Linked DNA regions of Canis lupus: region 2 is linked to region 1. Evidence: chromatin contacts called from public Hi-C data. All regions are on one chromosome and are shown on one strand. Each heading gives the region's core, a stretch centred on a gene start, on an enhancer-like site or on the middle of the called end of the contact. The rest is flanking DNA. Distances are from core to core; before and after follow the strand shown. Region 1 holds the start of ARHGAP10 (rho GTPase-activating protein 10). Region 2 overlaps ARHGAP10 (rho GTPase-activating protein 10).

What was found. Hi-C and Micro-C count contacts between places; a contact is called where the count stands out from the background.
Region 2: a Hi-C map of skin fibroblasts shows a contact between it and region 1, with 1.7 times the contacts expected there. The contact joins the enhancer-like site here to the promoter of ARHGAP10 in region 1.

The regions. Positions count from the first base shown.
Region 1 is chr15:46,407,753-46,414,182 of UU_Cfam_GSD_1.0, forward strand. ARHGAP10 (rho GTPase-activating protein 10) reads left to right here and starts at 4,864. Exons shown (of 24, transcript XM_038558962.1): 1 at 4,864-4,918. The coding sequence starts at 4,879. It overlaps LOC119869382 (a long non-coding RNA gene), which reads left to right. Exons shown (of 4, transcript XR_005370857.1): 4 at 877-2,052.
Region 2 is chr15:46,459,440-46,465,614 of UU_Cfam_GSD_1.0, forward strand. The region is part of intron 1 of ARHGAP10 (rho GTPase-activating protein 10); the gene reads left to right. Among named protein-coding and RNA genes, the nearest start is that of ARHGAP10, 50 kb to the left of the region's middle. Within about 2 kb of position 4,897, at least 5 of the 20 cell types and tissues checked have an H3K27ac peak or open chromatin away from gene starts, as enhancers often do.

The sequences.
Region 1 (6,430 bases), core at 3,614-6,113:
CAGAGTCCTGGGACTGAGTTCCACACATGGCTTCCTGCAGGGAGCCTGCTTCTCCCTCTGCCTGTGTCTCTGCCTCTCTCTCTGTGTCTCTCATGAATAAATAAATAAAATCTTTTAAAAATATCCTAGAATAAGTGAAACAATTAATTTAGAAGAATAGTAATTTGGTCTAAGGGAAAAGTCCATGTCATGGAGTAATATTTAAATGCTCTGCTATGGCTAACATATTAAATTACCATCTTTGGGCCCAGGTTTCTTCATAAATTCTAACTTTTGAAGTAGATGCTAAACTTTTTAGTGGCATTGGGCCCTCTGGTTTTCATGTGGTTAGGCATGTCACTGTGCATACCCCTTGGAAGATAAGAAATACTGACAAACATTTGACAAGTTCATTAGCAACGTTTTTGAGAAATGGGAAATCAGAATTTAATGTTTCACTAGACATGCACTCTTTTAGCTCATTTCTGCCAATTTTTTTTTATACAAAAAAATAGTTAGCAAACAGTAGAGTATTAGGTTATGTAACTATAGCCATAGAGTTCAGACCACTGTCTATATGCTCTAGGGCAGCTCTAGTAAATCCTCATTTCCTTATTTATTTATTTATTTAAAGATTTTATTTGTTCATTCATGAGAGACACAGAGAGAGGCAGAGACACAAGCAGAGGGAGAAGCAGGCTCCACAAAGGGAGCCCAGTGTGGGATCTGCAGGGCTTGATCCTGGGACTCTAGAATAATGCCCAGGCCGAAGGCAGATGCCAAACCACTGAACCATCCAGGAATCTCCCCTCATTTCCTTTTATATATTATATTTAACCTGAAGTTTTCATGCATCATGTTGACCCTGATGACCTGGCAACTTCATTTATCTTGTAGGTTCCCGCATTGGTCATTCTAAAATTGGCTGATACATCAAACAGCAAGAGTAGCAGTGTAAACTACTCTGATGGCCACTGGAAAGAGTAACTGTCCCTACCTGATCATATCCCAGGGAGCTTCATTGTCCTGATAAGTGCCCTTCTTGAAAGTGTGTTGGTTACATTGCTTCTGCAAAGGTCAAAGAGAGATAGGTTATCCTTGGTCACCTTTCAGATTTTCTACTTGTCAAAGTAAGAACTCTGTTCACTGTACGTGTGTCTCATGCACTTCTAGGTGAGACTATGGCAGGAGATCACATGCAGGGTAGATCCAGGAACTCATGTTGGCTTAATTTGAAAAAAATCTTTTCAGTTGTTAGGGTGCCTGAGTGGCTCATTTGGTTGAGCATCTGACTCTTGACTTCAGTTCAGGTCTTGATCTAGGGTTGTGTGAGTTCAAGCCCTCCACTGGGTTCTGCGCTGGGTGTGGAGCCTACAAAAACAAACAAACAAAAACTTTTGAATGCAATTATTTATCGTAAAATTCTATTTAAGAAGTGACACATCCAGGAGAAAATTGTGAAAGGACAACAGCTTGCATGCCAGCCTTGGAACAAGAAGCTGGATAGCCTGCCAGGCAGCAGGTCTCTTTTGACACTCTTGGCTGGAACAGATGAACTCTGTTTCTTCTGTCAGTGCTTTGCTATCCTTTAGAGTCAAAGTCCTGGGAAAAAGAGTCTGGTTAGCTGAGCTTAGGGCATGTGCCCTGCCCTTGGCAGTGGCAGATCTGAGAGGAAGGATTAGCAGAAGGAATCTCCAGGGATCTCTTTGGATTCCCTAGTGTGAGGCAGGCACATGAATTTTACCAAGACTTTGTGCTATGTGGGAAAATAATTACCCAGGTGAAAATCAGGGTGCTTTTGGGAAGTGGGAATGAAGGCCAAGCATCCAAAAATGCCATTATCTACCACTAAGAGCAAAAAAAGTGATCATGGGATGCCTGAGTGGCTCAGTGGTTGAGCATCTGACTTTGGCTCAGGGCGTGATCCCAGGGTCCAGGATCGAGTCCCACATCAGGCTCCCTGGAAGGAGCCCACTTCTCCCTCTGCTGTGTCTCTGCCTCCCTCTCTGTGTCTCTCATGAATAAATAAATAAATAAAGTATTTTAAAAAGTGATCATTTTAATGGCATTAAAACCCATGTACTCATGAATCTGTTGAGTTGATATGTACTGATTTATTTTACGATTTTCCAGTTGTTAGATTGCTTCCTTTTGTTTTCTATCCTTCAATAAATAGTCCTAAGCACATACATTAAAAACAAATATTTTCTTAGGACAAATTACCAGGTCTGGAATTATTGGGTCAAAAGATAACACATGAGTATTTAAATTTTTTCATTTTCTATTTTACTGAAGTGCTGATGGACTCAGAAAGTGTAGCTCTGATCATTGTAGATTGGCTTTCCAGTGACTGGATAATTGCCCAGTTGAGGTTCACCCTGTGAAACTTCTCTCTGGGTAGTAGCAGGGGCATTTGCAGTCCTGGGAAAAATACATTCTTTAGAGATCTCCTTTTTCCTTCTACTAACACTTTTAAAAAAATATTCATTGCTATCTGGATCAAATGAAGTACAAGGTCTCTACTTTGGTCAATTGATTCACATGTTATAGAAAGGAGGGCAGTGTTTGTCTGAGAGATCTGTGGGCAGTGGGGAGTGCCTACTGATATACGTCAGCATATAAAACATAATTATATATATTATAATTATAATGTTATTATATAATATATAATATACCTAGCTCCCTCTTCTCCATGCCAAGTCTCTCCGAATCTAGGGGCAGGAAAAGCAGTGGATTTCGCTGACAGGGCATTCTACCCAAGGAAGGTACTGGTTTTGTGTCTTGACCCACATCTTTTTGAGCCAGGTTCTTCTAACTCCAAAGCTAGAAGAGTCCTAGATTTCTTCAGAAGATTTTAACTTATATGTAAGGGAATTGGAAAAATCCCTCCTATAGCCCCCCTGCCATATTCATTTCCCATTTCTCCACCCTGACTTTCCTGGGGATGTCCACTTTTTAGCCAGGCTCCCAGGGTGCCTGGACCAGGCAGCAATGTGTTTTGTTTATAATTCTCCCTATGCCACTTATTCTCCATGGCTAGTGTACACCAGATTGTAGAGGCCTGGAGACTAGGAATGGTCTCACCTTGGTATTTCTTGCAGCACTTTCCACAGTGTCTTGCTCATTCCAGGTACTTAATATTTGCTCTTTTTTTTTTTTTTAGATTTTATTTATTTATATGAGAGAGAGAGAGAGAGCAAGTCAGCATGGGAGGGGCAGAGCGAGAGTAAGAGTGAGAGGGAGAGAGAGAGCGAGAGGGAGAGGGAGAGGGAGAAACAGATTCCCCGCTGAGGAGGGAGCCCAACACAAGGCAGGATCCCAGGACCCTGAGATCATGACCTGAGCCTAAGTCAGATGCTTTAAGTGAATGAGCCACCCAGGCATCCCAATATTTGTTGTCTTAAGTGGAATAGTTCTGGTACTTTCTTGAGGTCTAAATTCTTCCAAGTTGTGTCTCAAGGTGCTAGAAAACGTGAACATCCCCTAAAAACAATCAGGAAATCCTAGAGGGTTTCTGAACCCCATGCTGAGTGTTCTGGAAGAAAAGAGCTAAGCCTGGTGCAGTTGCAGATGGATGGGTACTTATTCCCTTTTCAGGGGTCAGCCCATGATGCTTGAGCCAGACAGCCTTTTTCAGTTTCTTTCTCTTTCTTCTCTTTCTTCTCTTTCTTTTCTTTTCTTTTCTTTCTTTCTTTCTTTCTTTCTTTCTTTCTTTCTTTCTTTCTTTCTTTCTTTCTTTCTTTCTTTTCTTCTTCTTCTTCTTCTTCTTCTTCTTCTTCTTCTTCTTCTTCTTCTTCTTTCTTTCTTTCTTTCTCTCTCTCTCTCTTTCTCTCTCTCTCTTTCTTTCTTTCTTTCTCTTTCTTTCTTTAAAGATTTTATTTATTGGGGCACCTGGATGGCTCAGTGGATGGGTGTCTGCCTTTGGCTTGGGTTGTGATCCCAGGATCCTGGGATTGAGTTCTGCATGGAGCTCCCCGCAGGGAGCCTGCTTCTCCCCCTGCCTATGTCTCTGCCTCTCTCATGAATAAAATAAAATATTTTTAAAAAGATTTTATTTATTTGCTCATAAGAAACACAGAGACATCCCAGCCTTTTTCAGTTTCTTGTACTGGGTCTCTGACCAAAGTTTCACTGGGCATGTTTCTCCCTTCTCTAGATCATATCCTCTTCACCTGTACCCATTAACTCCTCATCCATCAGCTGTCACTCAGCTCTATGGTTAATTCCTCACTTACATCTCAGAAAAGGCCAAATTCATTTTGTATATAGTATCATGTACAGCTCTTTCCTAACACTTATCAGTGATTTTGTTTAATATTTATATTTGTAATTATTTGATATGTTCTCTCTCTCTGACTGGAGAATATTAATCCATGAGGGCATGAATTATTTCCTTCACAAAAGTGCTTGTTTTGTTTACTGTTGTCTTCTTAGTTCTAGGGTCCTCCCTGGCATATAGTGGGTACTCTCAATATTAGAGGCATGAGTAATAGTTTCCCCACAGCACACACATGTATCCACAGCACCCCTGGAAAATACAGAGTATATTCAGGGTTGTCCAGAAAAACAGAACCAACCAATGGAATACATAAATATATATGTTTTTATTGTGGTATAAATATATGTATTATTTCTGTTGTAGTATATCACACATAATGTAAAGTCTACCATTTTAGCCATTCTAAGTGTACAGGTAAGTGGGATTAAGTATATTTACATTGTTGTACAACTTTTACCATTATATTTTATAGATCATTAGTTTGCATACTTATTGTATAGCATCTTCATATCTTGGATATGAAGCTTGAAGGATATATATACACAATACTGAGAAGTCCCACAGTCTTCTTCTTCTTGCAAGCTGAAGAACCAGGAAAGCTGGTGGTATAATCCCAGGCCATGTCTGAAGCAGGAGAACCAGGAGCACCAATATCTGAGGGTAGGAGAGGATGGACATGTCAACTCAAAAAGAAAGAAGGCATTTGCTCTTTCTCTGCCTTTTTCTTTATTTTGGCCCTCAATGGATTGTAAGATGCCTACCTGCATTGGTCACCCCCACTCAAAGGGTGGCCCACAACCTGGGCTACTTGGCATTTCCCCCACCTCTGCCTTAGTTGATCATTTGAGGGAGAAGCCTCTAGGTTTAACCGGGATAGAGCATGGCAGTCTCTTAAACTGGTTTGATGCCCAGATTGAAGTAGATGTGATAGGGGAGCATCTTTTAGTGCAGGAAGTGACATTGTTTATAGATAAATCTGGAAATGGTGAAGCCATTCAATTCTCACAAAGGAAGCTTCCAAGAAGCTAAAGTCAATACTTGGCTGATGCAGAGCTGAGAAAAATCACAGAAAAATGAAGTCGTAATAAGTCTACAGAAGACTGTCCTCTCTCTTCAGGGAGGATTTTAGTGATATGACCAATAATTTCTTGTTTACATTATTTTGGCATTTCCCCCCTTAATACTTGTGAGGAAAAGCAGCCTGATACAGTCTGAAAGACACCCAAAGATTTATCTTTGCTTTTCTTCTCTCTCTCTTTTTTTTTTTTTTTGCTTTTCTTCTCTTTATATCATTTACATTTTGCCATAGCTGTAACTTATATACCTCACTCATAAGGTGTCATCCTGCAGCAGAGATTGCTAAGTTCCTGCTCAAAATCTATATTGTCCTTTTTCTCTTTGTAAGAAAATTCAAGTTTCATTTAGGTGGCAGTGTCCTTGGATAAAATACCACATTTTCCATTTTCCCTTGCAGTGAAGTATGGCCATGTGACTAAGTTCTGGCTAATGAGATGAAAAGCAGAAATGTCTAAGACCTGCAGGAAGGCGAACAAAATGCTGACTCAGCTGGTGGGGGGCGGGGGAACAATGCACACTTTTATCCTTTCCGGTCCTCCTTCACAGAGGAAGCTCTGGGAGCCACCATGTATTATGAGGTGAAACTGAGGATGGAGCCCAGTGCTTCCCTGGCAACTGTAGAATCATATCAGACTATTTACTTCTGGACTTTTACATGAGAGAGTAATTTAAACTATGTTATTTTGGATTTTCTGTTACAGTGTGTCTGAACCTAATTCTAACTGACTCAGCCTGAAACATATCCAAAGATTGAGTAGAACCCACATTTGACTTTATAGGTGGCAACATTGTTACTCATCAGGGAAGACAACATTGTACATAGCAGAACCAACATAAAGAGGTTCATCTGTATTAACCTCTACTTTACCTAGACTGGAACCTGACCAATTTGCATTGTTTCAAATACTTAACTAATCCAAGCACTCAGCAAAGCATGACAATGCTTACCTGACATACATACTTGAATGTCTCCCAGGCACCTAAAACTTAATGAGTCTGAAACTGCAACTCATCTTGTCCATCCCAGTCAACATCAATTAGCACCACCACATCGACTTCTTATCCCATGTTTTCCTTTCCATTCCTTTGCTGAAT
Region 2 (6,175 bases), core at 3,647-6,146, 52 kb after region 1:
GGCTCAAGTCTGGACCTTGGCAGCTGGAGCCACTGATCCTGCAGACTTAGGAAGTGACTGTTAGTGACCTTACCTGGGACCTGGAAACCATGGGGGTGTAGGTGTGGTGCCATTTGGCTTGTTTACCAAACTGGATACTTGTTAATATTTGCATTGGGCCCGGACCTGGCAAACCTGGAGGTAGGGTCACCCTAGATAATGGAGATATGCAAGTTATATATATACATATTAAAAAATAAAATCTGGGAACTGCTTTTTATATCTTAAGTAGCTCCAGCCAAGGCTCTAAACTTTAGCATATTTTGACATTTTTATTCCTTAAAAAAAAAAAAAAGATAACAGTCCCTTTAGTATTAGGAATATGTTGGTATACTAAATATTGTACTGAAAATATTGCTAATGCATAGTTGTGTTTCATCTCATAAATGCACCACAATTTCATTAATTGCATAATGTTCCTAACGTAGGTTCCTTTCCAGCTATTTACTGACACAAATGATAGCAAAATAAACAAATCTCTGTGTATGTCTCAGTACTTTCATGAAAGTCAAATTCTTAGAAATAGCTGGACCAGACTGTATAGTTCCTAATATGTATTACCAAATTGTAGGCATTTGTTTTATTTAAAAAAAATTTTTTTTAAAGATTTCATTTATTTATTCATGAGTAAGAGACAGAGAGAGGCAGAGACACAGGCAGAGGGAGAAGCAGGCTCCATGCAGGGAGCCCAACGTGGGACTCCATCCCCGGTCTCCAGGATCACGCCCTGGGCTGCAGGCAGCGCTAAACTACTGCGCCACTGGGGCTGCCCTAGGCATTTGTTTTAAATCTGAATTTCTACATTGAAAAACTCTGATAATCGAGTTGGTCTGTTTTGGAAGCACTGTGAAATAAATGATTTTTTTTAAAGGCATTAAGTAGTTTTTACCACTATTTCTCTTCTGGCCTTGGACGACAAAATGCAATACAGTGAAGTAACACTTGAATAGAGAAACTACGTTTACTGCTAATGCAGTATGTTTCATGTTGCTGTAGAGGGAATGTCTTGTAGAGACTGGGTTTACTGAATTTAACTGTGGTGGGTGTGTGGGGTGTGGGCATAGAAATATTTGACCATGGGGATCCCTGGGTGGCGCAGCGGTTTGGCGCCTGCCTTTGGCCCAGGGCGCGATCCTGGAGACCCGGGATCGAGTCCCGCATCGGGCTCCCGGTGCATGGAGCCTGCTTCTCTCTCTGCCTGTGTCTCTGCCTCTCTCTCTCTCTCTCTCTGTGTGACTATCATAAATAAATAAAAAAAAACATTAAAAAAATATTTGACCATGAAAATCCTTAATGTATGTATGTATTTATTTATTTATTTATTTATTTATTTTTAAAAAGATTTTATTTGTTTATTCATGAGAGACACAGAGAGAGAGGCAGAGACACAGGCAGAGGGAGAAGCGGGCTCCCCTCGGGGAGTCCTGTCCCAGGACCCCAGGATCATGCCCTGAGCCAAAGGCAGATGCTCAACCACTGAGCCACCTATATGTCCCCTTAATGTTTTTATTGATAGTTCACATTGTATGGTTGAAAGATCAAATATTGGACATGTTTAGCTATTTGTAGTTTTCATGAGGAGCATGATTATGTTTGCGATGACAGTTGTGGGACATAATGCAGTGCCCATGGCATTTTTCACGTGGCTCATGCATTTTATCACCAGCATGAAACTAGCACATTTTCAGGAGTGGGTTCTTCTAGTGTGAGTCAGCTCTGCAGCTGACCAGTCAGCTACTAGTTATAGAATGCTACTTTGTTGAATGGTCGTCAGCAAAAAAGAAAAAGAAAATAGTCTTCCTTACCTCAGCAAGAATTAGAGCTGAGAAATCAGCTTTGAGAGAACTGCATGTGTACATCAGTGGGTCAAATGAAGTGAAGGTGTTTTGTTGTAAAGCCCGGGTGGTAATTGGCTCAGTCACTGCCAGTGTCTGAGATGCTGATTACTGGTTATGTTACAACTTGCTCAGAGGGGCCAGACCAGTTTGCAAACAGGAAAGAAGAAACTTCTGGAAAGTTAACATATAAGGACTTCCTGGTCAGAGAGCATTTCTCAATTGTTTCCAGTTCAACTTGTCTTTAAAGATTCAGAAGGCCTGGGAAGGATTTCCTGATATTTTAAATATGAGACTACAGTCAATGCTGAAGTATATGAGTGATTGATTATGTTCTAACAGGAGAATAAAAATGTTATTATGACTGCTCAGATAATAACACCTAAACTAAAAGGCAAGAGTAATTTTGGATATTGACTTGTTTGTTTATGCTTCAGACTTAACGATTGAGGCATGAGAGTTTATGCATTTGGGAGTATCATGAAACCTCACAATAAAATCACAGTGCTGGAGTTCTGCTTTCTGAGATTTCCCAGTTTTCTAATGATGGCTTGTGGTGTTTCGTATCTTTTCCTGTGTCTGTAATGCAGTGCCCTATTTTGCTTTTCTGCATTTTCTGGCCCCAGGTTTAATATTCATTGAGTCAGGTTCTCAGTTGTTTTTGAAAGATGACTTGACAGTGCTAGGCATAAGTGGAAACGGTTACGACCTTCACACTAATAACCTGTAAGTTTTAGAATGTGGGTATTGCAGAGATAGGGCTTTTGATATCTTAAGCACCTCCTTGAATTCCTTGGACGTCCCTGAAATCGATGTATGTGCGTGATATCCAGGACACACATAACATGCCGTTTATGCTTTAGAAAAAGTCACCCAGGAAGTCTCCCTTCCTCCTGCCACATTGTCGTATCGAAGCTCTTTATTGTTAAAATGCAATACTGAATCTGTTGAAGATAGTTACTAGGAGTGTTTTCCCTCTGTCATCGTTAGCCATGACTCTGGCCAGTTCTTGTGGATTTTCAGCATTTCATTTAAGGAAGGTTATCCTCTATGAGATTTTATTATTATAGTGGGTTTAAAAATAACTATAAAGGCTTGGCTCATAGATGACTCTTAAATGACACTCATTTTCTTAATCCTTTAGGTATGCAGACCACTCCCTCTTTTCATAATTTATCACTGAGTACATGTTACTTATATCCCAAGTTAGTAATGAAAGACTGAACCCATGAATGCCTTTTACAGGATAAACTTGTTTCTGTTTTTAGGAAAATTCAGATTGGTGTGTTCCTGTTTATGGACAAGAATTTTTCTGAGGTGGATCATTTATAAGCTCTTGGTTTCTTAGCTTTCCATGGGCAAGGTTGCTTTTTTGGCTAAAGATAGATGGAGATCCTAGGCTAAGGAGCTGTGAATGTTTTAAATGGAACCTGCAAGTCGGTTGCTCAGTGGAGCTGCTCTGCGACAAGGCAGCTGAAGAGCCTGCAAGCCTCTCTTAAGCAGCTGCATCATATCAAATAACTGATTTGCATTAACATTACAAGTCGTGTCACTGAATGTATTTGTTTTGTGGATCTGGCAATACCAGCATTCTAGTTGTGTGACCCCCTGAGTAATTCCCTGGGAATGGGGAGTGTATGACCATATAGAGGGATCTATTGTAATGAAGCCCAGTTCCTACCAATGTCAGGGAAAAGTAGTGACTTAAAATGTGTAGGAAGTACTTTCTTCTTCTTTCCCATTCATTCATTCCCTTAACCTAGATACTTTCCTATCTGTAGGAGCAAAAGAGGCAAAAAAAAAAAAAAAAAAAATCCATACAACATTTGATTTGCAGTGTGCAAGGAGAAAAGTTGTCATATGTCAAAGGATAACTGAGGATAAAATGGCAACTTAAAGTAATTATCGGTAGATAGAATGCAGGTCATGTATACTGAATGGCACAACTTGGTTTTTGTGTTTGATTTAATTTATTCGACAATAACAATTGCTATCTTGGACACATAAGACCTGTTAGTTATTTGGGGATATGGATGGAGGAAGAGTGGGTACAAACAGGAATCTGTGTTCAGTCTCCATTTCCTTATTTTCCACTCTTTCATGACTCAAATCATTGTCTTTTCTGTCTAGTGACAGCTGTTCTCACCAGGTTCACACTTCTATTCCCTTTCTATTCATTGTAGTGGATGCATTTTTTTTTTTTAATGTCCTAACTCCTTGGCAGCGTGTGACCATTGTAAGTCACTCCTTTGTTCTTGAAGCACTACCTTCCCCATCCTGAAGGGGCCTGCAATGCTCAGTTCTTAGGCTGAAGAAAGTTGGTCTCTTCTTCACTACTTTTATCTCCTCAGCAAATAACTAAGATGGAGGCTAGAAGATCTGGGTTGTAACACATGTAAGGTGCTGTGGGCCTCTAGAAGACAGGAGGGACACTGGGCGGTTGGGTGTGATTTCCTGGTAGACAGTGGTACCGAATTTTTTCTTTTGTTAAGTGGCATTTGAGATGCACTTGGCACAGTGGGGGCTCAGCGTTCGAATGAGTAAAGGCAGGTTTTAAGCAGAATTGAGGGGGGATGAATAGGTTTATTTATTTATTTTTATTATTATTACTATTTTTTTGGATGAATAGGTTTAATTTAGAAATCAGTACAGGCAAAACGTCAGCAGAGGGGGAAGGTGGAGCTCATGAAGGTAAAAATGAATCACTCTCTTGGCTGCAGTGGATTGATGGCAGGAGGTGGGGCAGGAGGACACCAAGCGTGTGTTCTTGCCAGACTCTGGAAGTCTGCGAATATCAGCCAAGGAATTTGGGGTTGTGTTTGTTAGGCAGTGAGTGGACTGAAAGGATTCTGAGCAGAAGCTTTTGGCATTGGGAAGACTGATTTCAGCAGCAGTTTGTCAGATGGGATTAGACTGAGAAACATTTCATTCTGGTCTCACTTCTGGACTCCTTGCAGCCATTTCACCCCCCCCCCCCCCGCTGGAGGGGCCAGTTACTAGCCTTCATGCTGCAATGGCTCATTCCTTGTGACCATTGCCCTAAAGTCCTTTGGTCACTTTACTTGAGCCACTTGGTCCCATGACCAGTGACCACTGAATTCCTATCAATTTGTGTGCACAGTGTATCAAGTAACAGCCGTAACTTTGGTCTCCTGATACGGTAACCTTAGCAGAAGTCATGGTACACGTGGACGCACAGCAGCAGTGTGGTCGGAGTTCATGTGAAGCACCAGGTCTGTAGGGGTGAGAAGGCTTGAAATTTAGAACATGAGTGAGGAGGGCATGGAGGGTGTGAAGTGAGTGCCTTGGATAAGTTCAGGAGTAAGGGCTTAGGGCAAAATCAGGGCTTAACTATTTGTCATAAAATCTAAATAGTTTCCAGATTAAAAAAATATCATGAGAATTAATTTCAAAGTTAATTTTAAAGTTAATCAAACTCTTCTTGTCTAGGCTTCCTTTTTCCCCCATATCCACAAACCAAACACTCCCAGGGCCCCATATTGACACGATAATAGCTTTCTTCCCCCCCCCCCCCTTTTTTTTTCTTTAAGAGTAAGTACTTCTGAAGTCAAGTGAAAGTATGAGGGAAAAATTCTGAAAGGGCTTCTCTTTGTATCTCTGTAAGCTTGGGGGTGAGGCCCAGGGTGGAGGGGCATTAGCACACTGGGCAGGGAAGGGTAGCACCCTCCATGTCACCTCTGCCAACCTACATACTTGGGAATGTTCTAAGAGTATGATTTGAGCAGTAGTAGTAGTCTGCATTATCACTAAGTGATTTCTTTTTTTTTTTTTTAATTTTTATTTATTTATGATAGTCACAGAGAGAGAGAGAGAGAGAGGCAGAGACACAGGCAGAGGGAGAAGCAGGCTCCATGCACTGGGAGCCCGACGTGGGATTCGATCCCAGGTCTCCAGGATCGCGCCCTGGGCCAAAGGCAGGCGCCAAACCGCTGCGCCACCCAGGGATCCCCACTAAGTGATTTCTATGCTAGGTCTTTCTTGTTGGTAAAAATGGGGAAAATAGTATTATGAAATATTTGTAGAGAATTCTAATTCTAAGGGCTTTGGTAGACTCCTGTGAAAGCTAGATAGTTTTGTATGCTTGAGAGCATATTCATGCTTCACTATTTATAAGCTGAAAACATCTATAAAGTCACTGAAATGGAATAAAAGGTCTAAGTTAGAATGTCAGTGATATTTATTAAATAATCATAAATGTGATGCTGGTGCCGTAAATCCATTCGGTTTTTGCCACAGCAAAATAAAAAGTGGCAGCTTCCTCAGCCAGTGCTATTTTCTCT